2 separate regions of the Sus scrofa genome follow, and region 1 is linked to region 2. A link is a contact called in public Hi-C data. All regions are on one chromosome and are shown on one strand. The core of a region is the stretch at or near the end of the contact, and the rest is flanking DNA. Distances in the headings are between cores, read along the strand shown.

The links. A called contact is a pair of places that touch in the nucleus more often than the background predicts.
Region 1: a contact with region 2 is called in a Hi-C map of skeletal muscle, with 4 times the contacts expected there. The contact joins the promoter of DNAJC24 here to the promoter of IMMP1L in region 2. A contact is called at or near these places in 1 of 5 promoter capture datasets (liver), 3 of 47 Hi-C or Micro-C datasets (alveolar macrophages, heart right ventricle and skeletal muscle) and 1 of 2 datasets of contacts at active chromatin or transcription factors (alveolar macrophages).

What each region holds. Positions count from the first base shown.
Region 1 is chr2:29,360,060-29,366,864 of Sscrofa11.1, reverse strand. It overlaps DNAJC24 (dnaJ homolog subfamily C member 24), which reads left to right and starts at 1,621. Exons shown (of 4, transcript XM_021085296.1): 1 at 1,621-1,765; 2 at 2,594-2,737. The coding sequence starts at 2,627. It overlaps LOC100517025, which reads right to left and starts at 1,684. Exons shown (of 41, transcript XM_021085289.1): 1 at 1,557-1,684.
Region 2 is chr2:29,225,918-29,233,059 of Sscrofa11.1, reverse strand. IMMP1L (inner mitochondrial membrane peptidase subunit 1) reads right to left here and starts at 2,850. Exons shown (of 7, transcript NM_001245014.1): 1 at 2,745-2,850. ELP4 (elongator complex protein 4) reads left to right here and starts at 2,968. Exons shown (of 10, transcript XM_003122892.6): 1 at 2,968-3,233. The coding sequence starts at 3,011.

The sequences.
Region 1 (6,805 bases), core at 372-2,871, 140 kb before region 2:
CAATGAATTACTGATCATTTTTGTGGAATAATGATATGATGGAGAGGAAAGAAAAAGTTGCAAAAATATGCTTTGGGATGCAAACCAAAGTATGTTGATATGAAGTGACAAAACACTTGGGATCTTCTGGGGACAAAAAAAAAGTAATTCTCTCTAATCCAAATAAATAAAAAATACAAGTATTAAAAAAGTAAATTGAGAAAACTAAGTTACTCTGATTAGGTTTTTAGAATTCTGTTCAAAAAAGGGAATAAAAGACATAACGTGATGCCTTAATAGAATTATAAATCAAAATAAGGTGCTCTTGCTGTAAAAATTGGATGACCTGAATCCAACGAAGAAGGAACCTGCAGTGGAAAAGGGAAGTTTAAGGGCTAGAAAAATTCAAGAGGTACCATTCTGACAGCACTGTATAAGAAGGTTTTCAGAATAACAGTTCTGTCATTTTAGGTATCCTTAGGGCCACAAAGAAGTTATGCTGGAACCAGGACTGAACACCAGATTCTCTGACTTAGTTTAACGCTGTCTGCTTTTAAATATCCTATGTTTAAAACCCAATGGAGAACCTAATTTAAACTTTTCCCTTGAGATTTTTACACTTTCCTATATCACTCAGTTTTTCTTTTATAGTTTCTAACATCATTCAATAACTGACCATATCAAAATATCTTATTTATGTACTTAGGGTTTGTCTTCGCAGCTTCTCAAAATGAGATTTGGTAGAAGAAAGATAAAAAAGATAAAGGAAAGCAAATCTAAGCAGTAACAAAACTACCTCAACATCTCCAAGTGAAAATTATATCATGCTGCCAAGCAATAAAATGCATTTTTTTTCACCTCCAGGCACAATGCAAACAAGGTTGGTCAATACTGGGTAAGCGGAACAGAGATTTGATAATAAAAGGGAACAACAGAACGAATGAACCAAGAGAGAAGTAAAAAGTAACAACAGCAACCAAAAAACTTAACAGTGCCCATTGGAGTGCCCAGCAACTGCCTCAAAAAGAGAGTATTATTCTGCTTTTTCCGTAAGCTTTAAAGATAGCATAGCTGCCCTGGCAATAGGTAGACTTGCTGAGTGTGAAAGGACTTTTAAAATTTCTCATTTTTTAAGTCGGTTGCTAAGATCCAAAAAAACAATAATAATTACGTTGAACATCTTTTCCAGAAGAAAAAAAATACTGAAACTGAATAAGAAAAACGTTGCTCAGCATAGGTTTTAGCTCCCTTCATTTTGGAATGAGAACATTAGAAGGCACGTGTGGGGACAAAGGCGAGTCAGAGCTCCTCAGCGTTCTCTTCATCCCCACCCCCCCACCCCAGCATCCCCACCCCCACCCCATCCCATCCCCAGCCACGGTACTACGTTCGCCAACCACAAAAGGACTGGGAGCAGCGCTGGGTAGGGTAAGCGGAGGAAGCTTTGGGGAAGGCGGCGAAAGCCTGGTGGCGGGGGGTGCTCTCTGAGGAAGAGGAGAGAAGCGACAGTCGGGAAGCCAGGACAGGAGTGAGTTAGAAAAAAGAAGAATGCCTTTTTCCACAGCTCCGGCACTTACTGATGACAAACGCCCTGGAAAATGCCACTGGGTTACCATAGCGACCGCGTCCAGAGGGCGGAGCGGCGCTTCCGATCGGAGCCTCAGCCTGGGCGGCTCGACTAGAAACGTGATCACGTCAGGGCAGTGACTTCCGGCGGAAGCAGAAGCCGGTTCCGTGGTTAGACAGACAGCCGTAGCAGTGGGCTTTAATGGCTCTGCTAAGTTTGGTAAGTTTGCTAAGAGGCGAATCCAGGGTAGGGTGCTGACCTGTGGAGGCCGAGGATTTCCGAGTCCCAATTTTAGGAAACCCCGGATGTCTCGTTGAACTCATTGCTGCGGGAAGAGGTTGCCTGGTTCTGGGGCTTCTGGCGGGCTGTGTTTCGGGAAGCAAGCTGGAGGGCTGCGGTATCCTTCAGTGAACAGCTTCAGGCGCTCTTTGCGTGGTCTGAGCGCGTCTCCTCTGCCCAAGGGACTGTTGCTCTCTACCTGCCGCTGCTGACGAGCTGTTTCACCTGTTATTCTTTTAAGGTAATCTGGAAGAAAAGAGGTGAACTGGAAAAATTAGGAGGGAATGCTCCCAGATTCATGTTAATTCTTTGGTGTTTTGTTTTGCTTTTAGGAAATATTTACTCATTTTGTAAACATTAATTAAACTCTAGTGTGTTTGCTGAGCACTTACTGTGTGTCGCTTTTACCAAGAAACTAGCGGAAATACTAGCAGTCATCTAGCAGTCATCCACTGCTCCGGATCATTATCGAATTTTTTTTTTCTTTCTCTCTCTCTCTTTTTTTTTTTTTTTTTTTTTTTTTGCTTTTGTATATTCATTAATTTAAGATATAAGCGTATATCATGAAACATCTAATAGGTTTTCCACACTTGTCTGTATACTTACCCATGGAATTCTTAGCACGTTTTAAAATTAAAAGATACGCTTCTTCAGGTTTGCACTGTAATCATGATTTACTCAAATATGGAAGAACTTAGAAAAACGGTTCCTTGTTATTTCTTAGATACACGCAAATCGTAATGAATTGTCATCAATTTTTCTATTCAGCTGATCTGAGAAGGCTCATTTCTTGTTGGATGGATGATGGCATTTGAGCAGATACCAAGAAAGGATTGGTACAGCATTCTAGGGGCAGACCCATCTGCAAGTGTGTCAGACCTAAAACAAAAGTATCAAAAACTCATATTAATGGTAAGTCGTTTTCTTTCAGATTCTAAATCATTGGGGGCCGGGGGATCAGTTTTTTTAGGTGACCAGAAATTTAGGTTTCCATAAAATGAATAAATGATATCAAAGCAGGAATCAGAGGGAGTTCCTGTTGTGGCTCAGGGGTAAGCAATCCGACTAGTATTCATGAGGATGCCCTTTCAATCCCTGGCCTCTCACAGTGGGTTAAGGATCCGTCGTTGTGAGCAGTGGTGTAGGTCAAAGATGCTGCTCAGATCTGGCATTGCTGTGGCTGTAGTGTAGGCCGGCCTCTGCAACTCTAATTTGACCCCTAGCCTGGGAATTTTCCATATGCCACTAAGTGTGCTCTAAAAAGAAAAAAGCAAAAACAAAAACAAAAAAAGATTGATCAGAGTATCAATTTGATTAGTTGAAACTTTCAGTGAAAGAAAAAAAGTTGATTTGAGATGGGCTAGCATGATGGTTTGGACCAGATCTGAGTCATGCTGATTGAGTCATCCTGATTCCACCACTAACTTCCTTGAGAAATTGGACAAGTTATTTTCTCCTGTATGTTCCTCAAGAAGGATTAAATGAAATAATCTTTGTAAAATTCCTTGAAATGTGCCATGTAATAGTCAACATTAGTATCCCATAGACCCTAGCTAACAGTGGCTATTAACGCACTTGAAACTTGGCTAGTCCAGAATGAGATGCACTGTTAGTGTAAAACACACATTGGAATTTGAAGACTTAGTACCAAAAAATAATATATAATAATCAAAAATTTTTATGTTGATTCAATATTGAAATGATAATATTCTGGATATGTTATTTTGGATATATATTTCAGAATATATTACATTTTGCTTATTTTATATATATTATTTGCATATTTTTACAAATACAATAAGTATTATCAAAATTGATTTCATCTGCTTTCTATTTTAATGTTGCATATGTGGCTTGCATTTATAGTTTGCATTGTATTTTTATTGAAAAATACTGATTTAGGTCAAACACTCTTCACCTGACTCCATTCTTTTGTGAAATGAGTTGTGATATTTATAAATAGATAATATCTTTCCCAACTATCATATTAATTTTTTTCAATCTATATTCTGAGATTTCTTAAGCAATGTCAGTAACTATAATGGTGTCTGGTTAACTCAGTTTATGAAAAAAGTAGAAGAGTATTACTTATATAACATCAGTTCTTTCTCTAGTTTTTATCAAATCTATGAGATTTTGTCATAGCTTACTATTTATTGTGAGAGACACTGTTTAAATGTTATTATCCCTGCTTTAGGTAGTAGTTGAGCTAAATGATGTTAAAGTTTCTTTTGTTTCAAAATGTTTAAGATTTCTGTCACTAAAATCAAGTAGACTTTTGAAAAATTTCTTCATCCTTGTGCCTTATTTAACATGGATATGAGGCTGGAGAGGTAGGTCTAGATCATGTGGGCAGGGCCTTGTAGCCATGTTGGCATTCTTTCGACAAGAAGAAGCCCTTTGCACTTAATGTGGTAACATCTGTCAAACATCAGACAAAATGAATGAACCATTTTGCATACCCTCTAGTAATGTATCAGAGAGTTCTAGTTGCTCTACATCTTCACCAACATTTGATGCTATTACTCTCTTTCAATTAATCTGTTAAGGGTTTTTCAGTTTTGCCATCACTGACGTTTGGGGCAGGATAATTCTTTACGTGGGGCTGTCCTGTTGATTGTATGATGTTTAGCAGCATGCTAGATGCTAGTAACAGCTAAGAATGTTTCCTGGTTCTAAAAACTTGGAAACCTCCCTATCTCATTGAGAACCACTGTGTTTAATGTGATTTTAGCCATTTGTATAATTGTCTTTTGTGACGTCTCTTTTAAAAATTAAATATATTCTTGATCTTGTGCATATATTATATATGTTTTCTCCTAGACTATCATTTGTCAGCTCATTTTCTTAATGATAATATTTGATGAGAAGATTTTTGTTTTGGTGGAATGTAATTTATCAAAGTTTTGTTTTATGGTTAGTGTTTTCTTCTATAAGATTTATAGTTTGCCTTTACCTTTAGACATATGATTTTTGTGTATGGTGTGATATAGGAAGTTACGTTTTTCCCTTGGTGTGGCTGTCCATTTGTTTATCATTGCCTGAAAAGATTTTCTTCTCTCTGTTGGATTGTCTTGGCAAGATGGGTCTATTTCTAGACTCTATTCTGTTTGATATATTTATCCTTTACTAATACCTCTGTCTTGATTACTGTAGGTTTATAGTCAGTTAGTTTTAAAGTCACGTAAAGTTAAGTTCTCTAATTTTATTCTTCTTTTCAAATTTATTTTGCAAAGAATATTTGTATTTGTATATTCTGCTTAAATATAGAAATATAAATTTAAAATCAGCTTGTAAATTTCTACTAAAAAAAAATCCTGCTAGCATTTTAATTTTGACTGTGTTGAATATATATCCACTTTAGCAGTCTGGACATTTAACAATATTGAGTCCTCTAATTCATTAATATATTATATCTTCTCTATTACTTGTCATCTTTGGTTTCTCAGAAATATTTCAGAACTTTCAGTACAGTATTACAGTCTATCTTTGGATTTATTTCTGGGGTTTTTTTTCTTATTTTTTGGTTCATTGTAAATGTTTTTTCTTTTTATTTCATTTTTCAGCTACTCATTGGTAGTGTATAGAACTCTAGTTCATTTTTATATACTGATCTCATATCCCACACTCTTGGTAATTTGTTTTCAGTTGTCCTACGGCTGTTTTTGTAGATTCCATAGAATTTTCTACCAACATAATTATGCCATTTACAAATAAAGGGAGTTAATTCTTTGAATCTGAATGCCTTTTATTTGTTTTTCTTGCCTTGATGCACTAGTTATATGTTTATATTACAGTGTTCAGTTGAAGTGGTGAGAGGAAATTTCTTTGTCTTGTCCCTGATTTGGGAGGAGGGCTTCAGTATTTAACTATTAAATAAAATGTTAGCTGTGTTTTTTAAGATACTTTTTATCAGATTGGGGAAGTTCTTCCTGTTCCTAGCTTCTGAGAGTATTTATCACAAATGGGTATTGAACTTTGTTAGGTTTTTTTTTAAAAATATATATTGAAGCTTTTATATATTAATTTTTCTTCTTTAATCTGTTAATGTATTGAATTATATTGTCTTTTCTTGTGTTAAGCTTATTTTGCATTCCTAGGACAAATCACACTTGTTTATGAAGTATTGTGGTTTTTTTATGTATTGCAAGATGGTAGTTGCTGTTACTTTGTTAAGGATTTTTATGTCTAGGTTCATGGTATATACTGGTGTAACTTTATTTTCTTCTATATGTGTCTAAATTTAGTATCATGGTTATGCGGACTCCATAAAATAATTGGGAAATGATTCCATTTTCTCTCTTTTCTGCAAAAGTTTGTGTAAGATTGCTTATTTAAATGTTTAATAGAATTTACTAGGAAAGTCATCTGGGCCTGAAGTTTTCTTTGTGGAAAGTTTTGCAATTATGAATTTAACTACTTTTAGAGGCCGTAGGGCTAGTAAAATGTTCTAATTCCTGATTGGTCAACATAGGTGAATTGTATTTTTCGGGACTCTGTCTATTTCATTTCAGAAGTCTAATTTATTGTTGTAATGTTCATACTATCTTCTTATTACTCTTTTATTACTGTAACATATATATTTATATTTTCCATTTTATTCTTTATGTTGATAAATTAGTGTTTTCTATTTATTTTTCCCTGATGAATCTTGCTAGAAGTTTAACCATTTTTTTAATCTTTGCCAAGAACAACTTTAACTTTGTTAATGTTTTTATATTGTTTTTCATTTCTTTTCCTTTGAATTCTGCTTTTAATTTTATATTCTTTCTTCTACTTACTTGTTTTTTATTTTCTTAGCTTATTAATGTAGAAACATGCATCATTAATTGTACCCCGTCTTCTTTTTTTACACAGTCACTTAAAGCTGTAAGTTTCTGTCTAAGCCTGGAGCACTGCTTCAGCTGCATTCCACAAATTTTGATATTAGTATTTTTTTTCTCTCTAGGTTAATATATATATTTTTGTTATTCAGTTTGA
Region 2 (7,142 bases), core at 1,601-4,100:
AAACTGCTTAAGATAGAACCCCGTCGGTCATCTTTTATTCCTCCTGTCAACCTTCCTTGGTGATATCAATTCTACCCTTTACGGCAATCTCAATGCATTCTATTCTCTTTAATCCCAATCTTCTTTTTTTTTTTTTTTTTTTTTGCTTTTCAGGGCCACACCCACAGCATGTGGAAGTTCCCAGGCTAGGGGTCTAATCAGAGCTGTAGCTGCTGGCCTACGCCACAGCAACGTGTGATTCAAGCCTCATCTGTGACCTACAGCACAGCTCATGGCAACACCAGATCCCTGACCCACTCAGCAAGGTGAGAGATCGAACCTGCATCCTCATGGATACTAGTCAGATTCATTTCCGCTGACCACAACAGGAACGTCCCAATCACACTTTTAGCCTATCTGTTCTCTTCCAGGATACTATTTAGCCAAATATAACAATCAAATGTGATTATTATGTTATTACTTTACTTGAAATGTTTCCATGATTTCCTATTTATCATTACCCTTAAGGGGGAAAAAAATCCATCTTGAAGAAGTCAATTGGACTTTCATCTAATTTCTCCAGTCTCCTCTTCTCTTAGCCCTGTGTATAAATTATGAGAATTATTTGCACAGTTGTAAGGAGAGCAGATTTACTGAAGGGGCAGTCTTCCTGTTCTCTGAAATGGCTTCCATTCTCCACAATGCTTTTATCTTCTGTACATCCTTCAAAACTAAGGTTAAGCTTCTTCCTTACGGTAAACTTTACAAGGATTCTCTATCTCAGTCTAAGTTATATATTCTGCATTTATCCTCCCTGGTGCTTACAGTATATTTTATTTTCCTATCTACCCACCTACTGCTCCCAACCTATGAACTCAAGGAGGGTAGAGAGTAAGTATCCTTTCTCCTGTAACCTAAGCACTTAGCACACTTCATGGGATTTAGTTTGTGTTCAATAAATAATGCTTAATAATCATTTAACACCACACTTAAACATATACCCTTTTAACTCTTCCTTTCCACAAATATTTCATTTATTCCAATGTTTTACATTCTACTCTACATACTGGTAAATTCAAGTATTTGGGATTATTTGCTTTGAGAGCAAAGGTTTTATCTTTGTTAAAAAAAAAAATCAAGACAGATCAAATTAATTTATTCTACGATGATGTTATACCAAAGCTATATCCTAAATTCAGGAATGCCTTGTTCATATGTCACGCTTCCTGGATTATAGTTAAAGCTGAAAAACAATTTTTCAGTTCCAGTAACAAGGACTAAAAAAACTAAAGGCTGAAGTAAGCAGAGTAGAAAACAAGGGACTATATAGTAAAGAAATCTACAAAAATTCAATATTTGTAGTTCTTCAATGTTTTTAGAGCAACAAAACTATCCAAGAAGTTTCTATTTGATATTAGATTGCTTTGTCGCCCTTTGTTTAGGTTTTCTTCCTACTTATTTACTACAAGACAAATTAACACATGTTGTTCCAATGTGTTTAAGTGCTATACTGTTTTCGGTGTGTTAATCTTATCTCCCCCAAATGAGAACTTTTTTTAATTCTATAGGCCTAAAATGACAAGGTTAGGTCTAAGTAGAGAGTGAACACTCAACAGCTATTTATTGAATGATTTAGATTACAGATTATGCTGGTGAAATTCTAAATGAAAGCATCTAAACCTTAATCAAGTTTTCCAGTAGATATACTGCTAAATAGTAAGGTGGTGTTTTCGTGGGGTTTTTTTCCTGATCATTTTTCCTTAAAAAAACAAAAACCAATAATTTCCCCAATGAAAAACTCTAGTCATTATTTAGTAATACAATCCCACTTTACCAAATAGAATCAGCGAATAGGTTGTAACAGGTCATTGCTATTTAAAACAATTCAACGGCAAAAATTTTCATGGAGTTTGGATATATTTTAAAGGTATCACTGTCAAAACCAACAATAACTTAGTAGTGCAAGCATAATTTGAGAGTCTTTTTTAGTTTAGACACTTGTCAATCATGAATGCTTTAAAAATCACTCACTCCAACCCCCCACTCTCTGCCTGGCTCAAAACTTTAAGAAAAAAATTTAAATCCACCGACACAGCTCTAAATTACATGATTTTTTCCCCGCATAAAATTCCTATTCTAATAAGCTCTCGACTCAGAGTTCACAAATCACTTGAAAAAGAAAGCACATACACATCTAATTCTTATCAGTTTTTCGGGAAAGAAACGTAAAGTATTCTCTGTTATTTGCAGCTGCCTTAACAGCAAACGACAATTAAATGTGTGAACAAGGTTGTCAGAGTAACACTTATCATTCACACCACTTATGGGAAGGCGCTCCAAGACTTCCAGAAGCACTAATTAAAATTAAGATACTCACGGGTATTTGTCAGAGAGGTACATTTTGTCATTTGCTGTTTAAGACAGAGGAAAAGCAAACTGCCCCTAAGCTCAAGAGTTTTTCACTTTAAATCCAACCCACCTACCAAGGGGCTCAACAAGCATCTTACTGAGGTAAAAGTTCCAAATTCTTCATTAATACTCAATCATTCAGAAAAAAAGACCTGATGGCGGAGGCGGACGGAATTTTCTCTCATAAATCAGAAGAGAAGGGGGCAGGGGCAGGTTATCTTTCCTCTTTACTACCGAGGGGAGAAAAGTGCAAGGTCCTACTGGTAGTTGCTTGATATATTGCTCCCCCACCTTTTCTTTAACTCAGGTGAATGAAGGCACTCAAACCGAGAAGAATGTTGAACAATATTACCCACCTCTAGCCCCAAAGTACCCGGGAAGACTCTCACCCAGGACTCAGGCGTCCCTTTTTCACCTGGGCCTCGCAGAAGTCCACCGTCCTGACGTAAGCTCACTTTTCAGCAAAACGCCTCGCGATTAGTTGACTCAGGAGGGAACTCTCCGTTCTATTGGCTCGGAGAGCCGCGGTGGCGGCAAGGAGGCGGGAGTTTGAGGCTGGCTCTGACAGGCCCGCTGCTTAAGCTCCCAGAGTTCCTATTGGGTCAACGCGGGAAGTTCCAAGATGGCGGCAGTGGCGACCTGCGGCACCTGCACCGGGAGTCCCGGGTCCACAGTGGCGGCGGCCAGCAAGAACAACGTCACCAGTTTCCAGCGGAGGGGTCCTAGAGCCAGCGGTTCCGACAGTGGCTACTCTCGACTGGTGTCCATCGCGGGGACACGACCGTCTGTGCGGAATGGACAGCTGCTGGTGTCAACTGGGCTCCCAGCCCTGGACCAGCTCCTAGGTCGGTTCAGAACGGAGATCTGGGCTCAACAGAGGGGAAACTTAGGGAGGGGACCTGCCGGGGGAACCACCCTGACCCCACATCTCTGAACCCTCCGCTTTCTGACTTGGAGAGGATAGCCTGGTCTGATGGAGATGGAGGGGAGGATGGGTTGCGTGACTACTTGTAAATGCTGTTAACTAAATCTGTTTTGATGCTCCCACTTTCTACTCTGGTTCCTGCCCACCAGTCTTCTAGATTACGACAGGATCCCTACGTGCTTTTACCCTGACATGTTTCCTAATCAAGAGAAATCATTAATGTTTGGAGACGGTTTGGCATTCTTCCCAGGATCTCATCTTGAAGGCACCCTTCTGCCAACCCCACTAGCTCAGGGTGTGGACTAACTTAGAAAAGTTTATATCCATATGAGAGATGGGTTTCATTAGAAAATGCTGAAAAAAGTAACTTCCCTTCTTTCACCGCCAGGCTGCTTATCTCCTGAATCTCAATCTTAAATCATGCAGGCTTTAAGAGAATGTATGTTAAAGACTTATGTGGATCCAAAGTAGTTAAAACCTGACTTTGATCTTAACAGTCATACCCATATCTGCATTAAATGTGTGTACATATGTTTTTGTTTATTTTTTTCTATATATTTTGCTTCCTAGAGTTGCATCTCAAACAATATGTTTAAAATTGATTGGCATTTTAACAAGTAAAAGAAATCCAGTTTTAAGGCTTTCCTATGCAGGAATTTTTCATGAGAAGTCTGCTAAAGAATGTGCTTGGTTCATAACTGTTGTGTTGAAAGGAGTGATCAGATTGGATTGGTAGGACAAAGCTGCTGTGTTAATAAAGCTTGTAAATTAGTTAATTCCTATCAATGCTACTTAAAATTGGTCTATGTTTATATTTCATACATTTTTATAGGGTGAAGTGTGTGAGTTAAGCCTTTTATACATTTTCATAAAATATTACAAATGCCATCGCCTATTGTATTTGATTTGACATTTTTTCTCTGTAACTTTTTTCCCCAAGGTAGACTTTTCAGATAGGTTTAGTGCATAGATAGAAAGTGACAAAGCAAGCAACCAGTGAGAAGTGGTATGTCTTCTTACCTCTGTTTTTCATCACCTTACCTGGACCCTGGTTATTTCTATATAAATTTTAGTATTTTTCCTTAACTGTTTCAAGTTTATTGCCTTCCTAAATTGCATGGCACTGTAAAAAGAAAGGATTCAAAATATCTAACAACCAAATATTTATCTCACATTTTTTCCCTTATCAGCCTTATTTGGTATTGTCCTGTATTTCAACTTAATTTTTTTTATTTAATTAATTTATTTATTTTTTGTAAATCAATGGAGCTATCATAACTTCATTCACTTGATCCCAAAATTCTCCAAACAAAAAGATCACATTATGCCTTTAATTCCTTGCTAGAATAACAAAATGTGCCTACCACTATTTCTTGCATGTAGTAGATTCTCCTAATTTCTTGGTTGAAAGAAAACTAATGTGTAGAAAAAAAACTTGGACAAGAGATTATGAAACATGTAGGATGGATTTATGTGTTTGAGCTCTAAAAACAGAGTCAGATTAAGTGACATAAACAGAATCACAAAAATAGTGACAGTCTGGGCTAATCTTTAGGGTCCTTATTAAGTGCTCTGCGTTATACTGCAACTGTTTCAAATTTTTGGGAATTCTTTTCAGGTGTTTTTTAACCATTTATTGGCTCTATGATTAAAGCAAATATCTTTTAAAGCACCCACCAGCAAGGTGAGCCAAAGCACCTTCTTCATGTGTTTCCACAGTGATATAAACTTAAACCATAATTTAAAATTTTTCTAGATTTGCTTAGGGATGGGAACTGTAGTAATTTAACTATAACAAGCTAACCCTAAAAATTAGTGTTCATTAAGATGATTGAAATGTGTCAGTTTTGAGATATTTTGAAATATATTTTGCATGTATACAGTTAATTCTAAGAATGCACAGATGTTGAAGACATTGTTATAATAGGAATTACGACATTTGGAATAATGTTGAAGTATTTTAGTTGTTAACTTCTTAATGACATTTTTGTATTTTGATTTTCTAATTTGTATGGCCCTTTGGAGCTAACCCTATACATTTGTTTTTCATTAAAACATATTTGAAAGTGAAACATTTGGCTGCTAGTGTGTATACACAAAAGTATAAGTGATTCAGATTAATTTGTTTTCTAAATGTTATTTAAGATTGTGACAAGCCTAATATAACCATATCAGAACAAAATGTAATGATAGTAGGATGTTATATCAGAGTGATGAAACTATACTGTGATGTTGTGGTTGTTGCCTAAATATATTCTGTAGTTACTGTGTAACAGGTAAATATTGTATTGTCACTGCCATACACTGCAGTGATATTTTATTAGTGCCATTGTGACATCATTGCAGTTTTAAGCACAAGTGCAAAATATATTTGAAAAGGTATAATACCGGCTAATGAAATGTTAGTTATTTGATGATATGCTAATATTTCCATTGCTTACTCCAAAGTGTTTTATACATTTGAGAATTTCCTATTACTGAATTTTACATAATCTAATTGTATTAAATACTCGTGTTCTGACAGCTAATTTGTTAGATATCAAGATAGATTTCCCCAATTAGCTAATTTTTAAGTTCTGAGGTTTCCTAACCTAGTTTCTCAACCCTGCCTTTCTAAGACATTTATCTTGTTATTTGAAAACACTATATGTAAATATTCCATTTTTCTTCTTCAAAATTGAGATTATAGTTGGTAAAAGATTCTAGCCAGAACTTTCTTTTTTCCTAGGATAAGAAAGGACCATTTTAGGACCTTATTGTCTAACCTGGAGGAATTATCCTCCAGTCTCATCCTTCAAAAAGATACTTGAAGGAAGGGTGACTTCTCAGGTTTAAATGGCTTAAATTCTGTCCTCTTCAGAACTATTTAAATTTGGACAGTCAAGTGAATGGAAGATAGGGATTTAAGGTAAATAATAGTCCAGGAAGACAACTCTGAAGAAGCTTAATGATACTGCCGATTTCAACACAGCTGTCAAATAGTGAATACTGGTGGGCATATTTCCTTTGCTCCACTGTATCTTAATCTGGTGGCTGGGATGAAATACACTCAGCTTGGGCTATTTAACATAACCTTGGTTATGATTTTTAATGATAACTGTGCATTTGAGGTAAATGTACCTTATTCATTTGTATTGCTTTATAAAATTGTTTCATGTGATTTAATCTATAGAACCATTTTCACTGTTGATGGCTTTTCTTTCTTTCTTTCTATTTTATGGCCACACCCACGGCATAAGGAAGTTCTTGGGCCAGGGATTGAATCTGAGCTGCAGCTGCCACTTAGACCACAGACATGGCAACACTGGATCCTTAACCCATTGTGCTGAGTCAGGAATGGAACCCATGCCTCTGCAGTGTACCAAGCTGCTGCAGTCAGATTCTTAACCCACTCCACCACAGCAGGAGCTCCTGTTGATGGCTTTTCTATTTTGATTCCTGTATTTGCCCAGCCAGTAGCTGTAATAATTAAGAGTTGTTGGGATGTTTCATACCTCCTAGAGAGAGAAGTAAAAGTAGACCTGTTAATGATGTAAGCACCATTTAATTTGAGGTGTTATGTAGTTAAGGATATTGTTATGAACCAAGGAAAGGATATGATCTTTTACATTGCATTTTTCCTTAAAAAAATGCCTTTCATTATTTTAAGCAAAACTATGCATTTATAGTGAGCCCTGGAAAGGACTGGTGTAAATCACTTATCTTTCCTGACTTTTTATTTTTTTCCCTTTTACTTTCTCTGACTTTGAAAAAGGAGATGCCCTTATGGTAAAAATAAGATGTCACATGTGGGCCTCCATATTCTAATATATTAATTTGACCTTGTTTA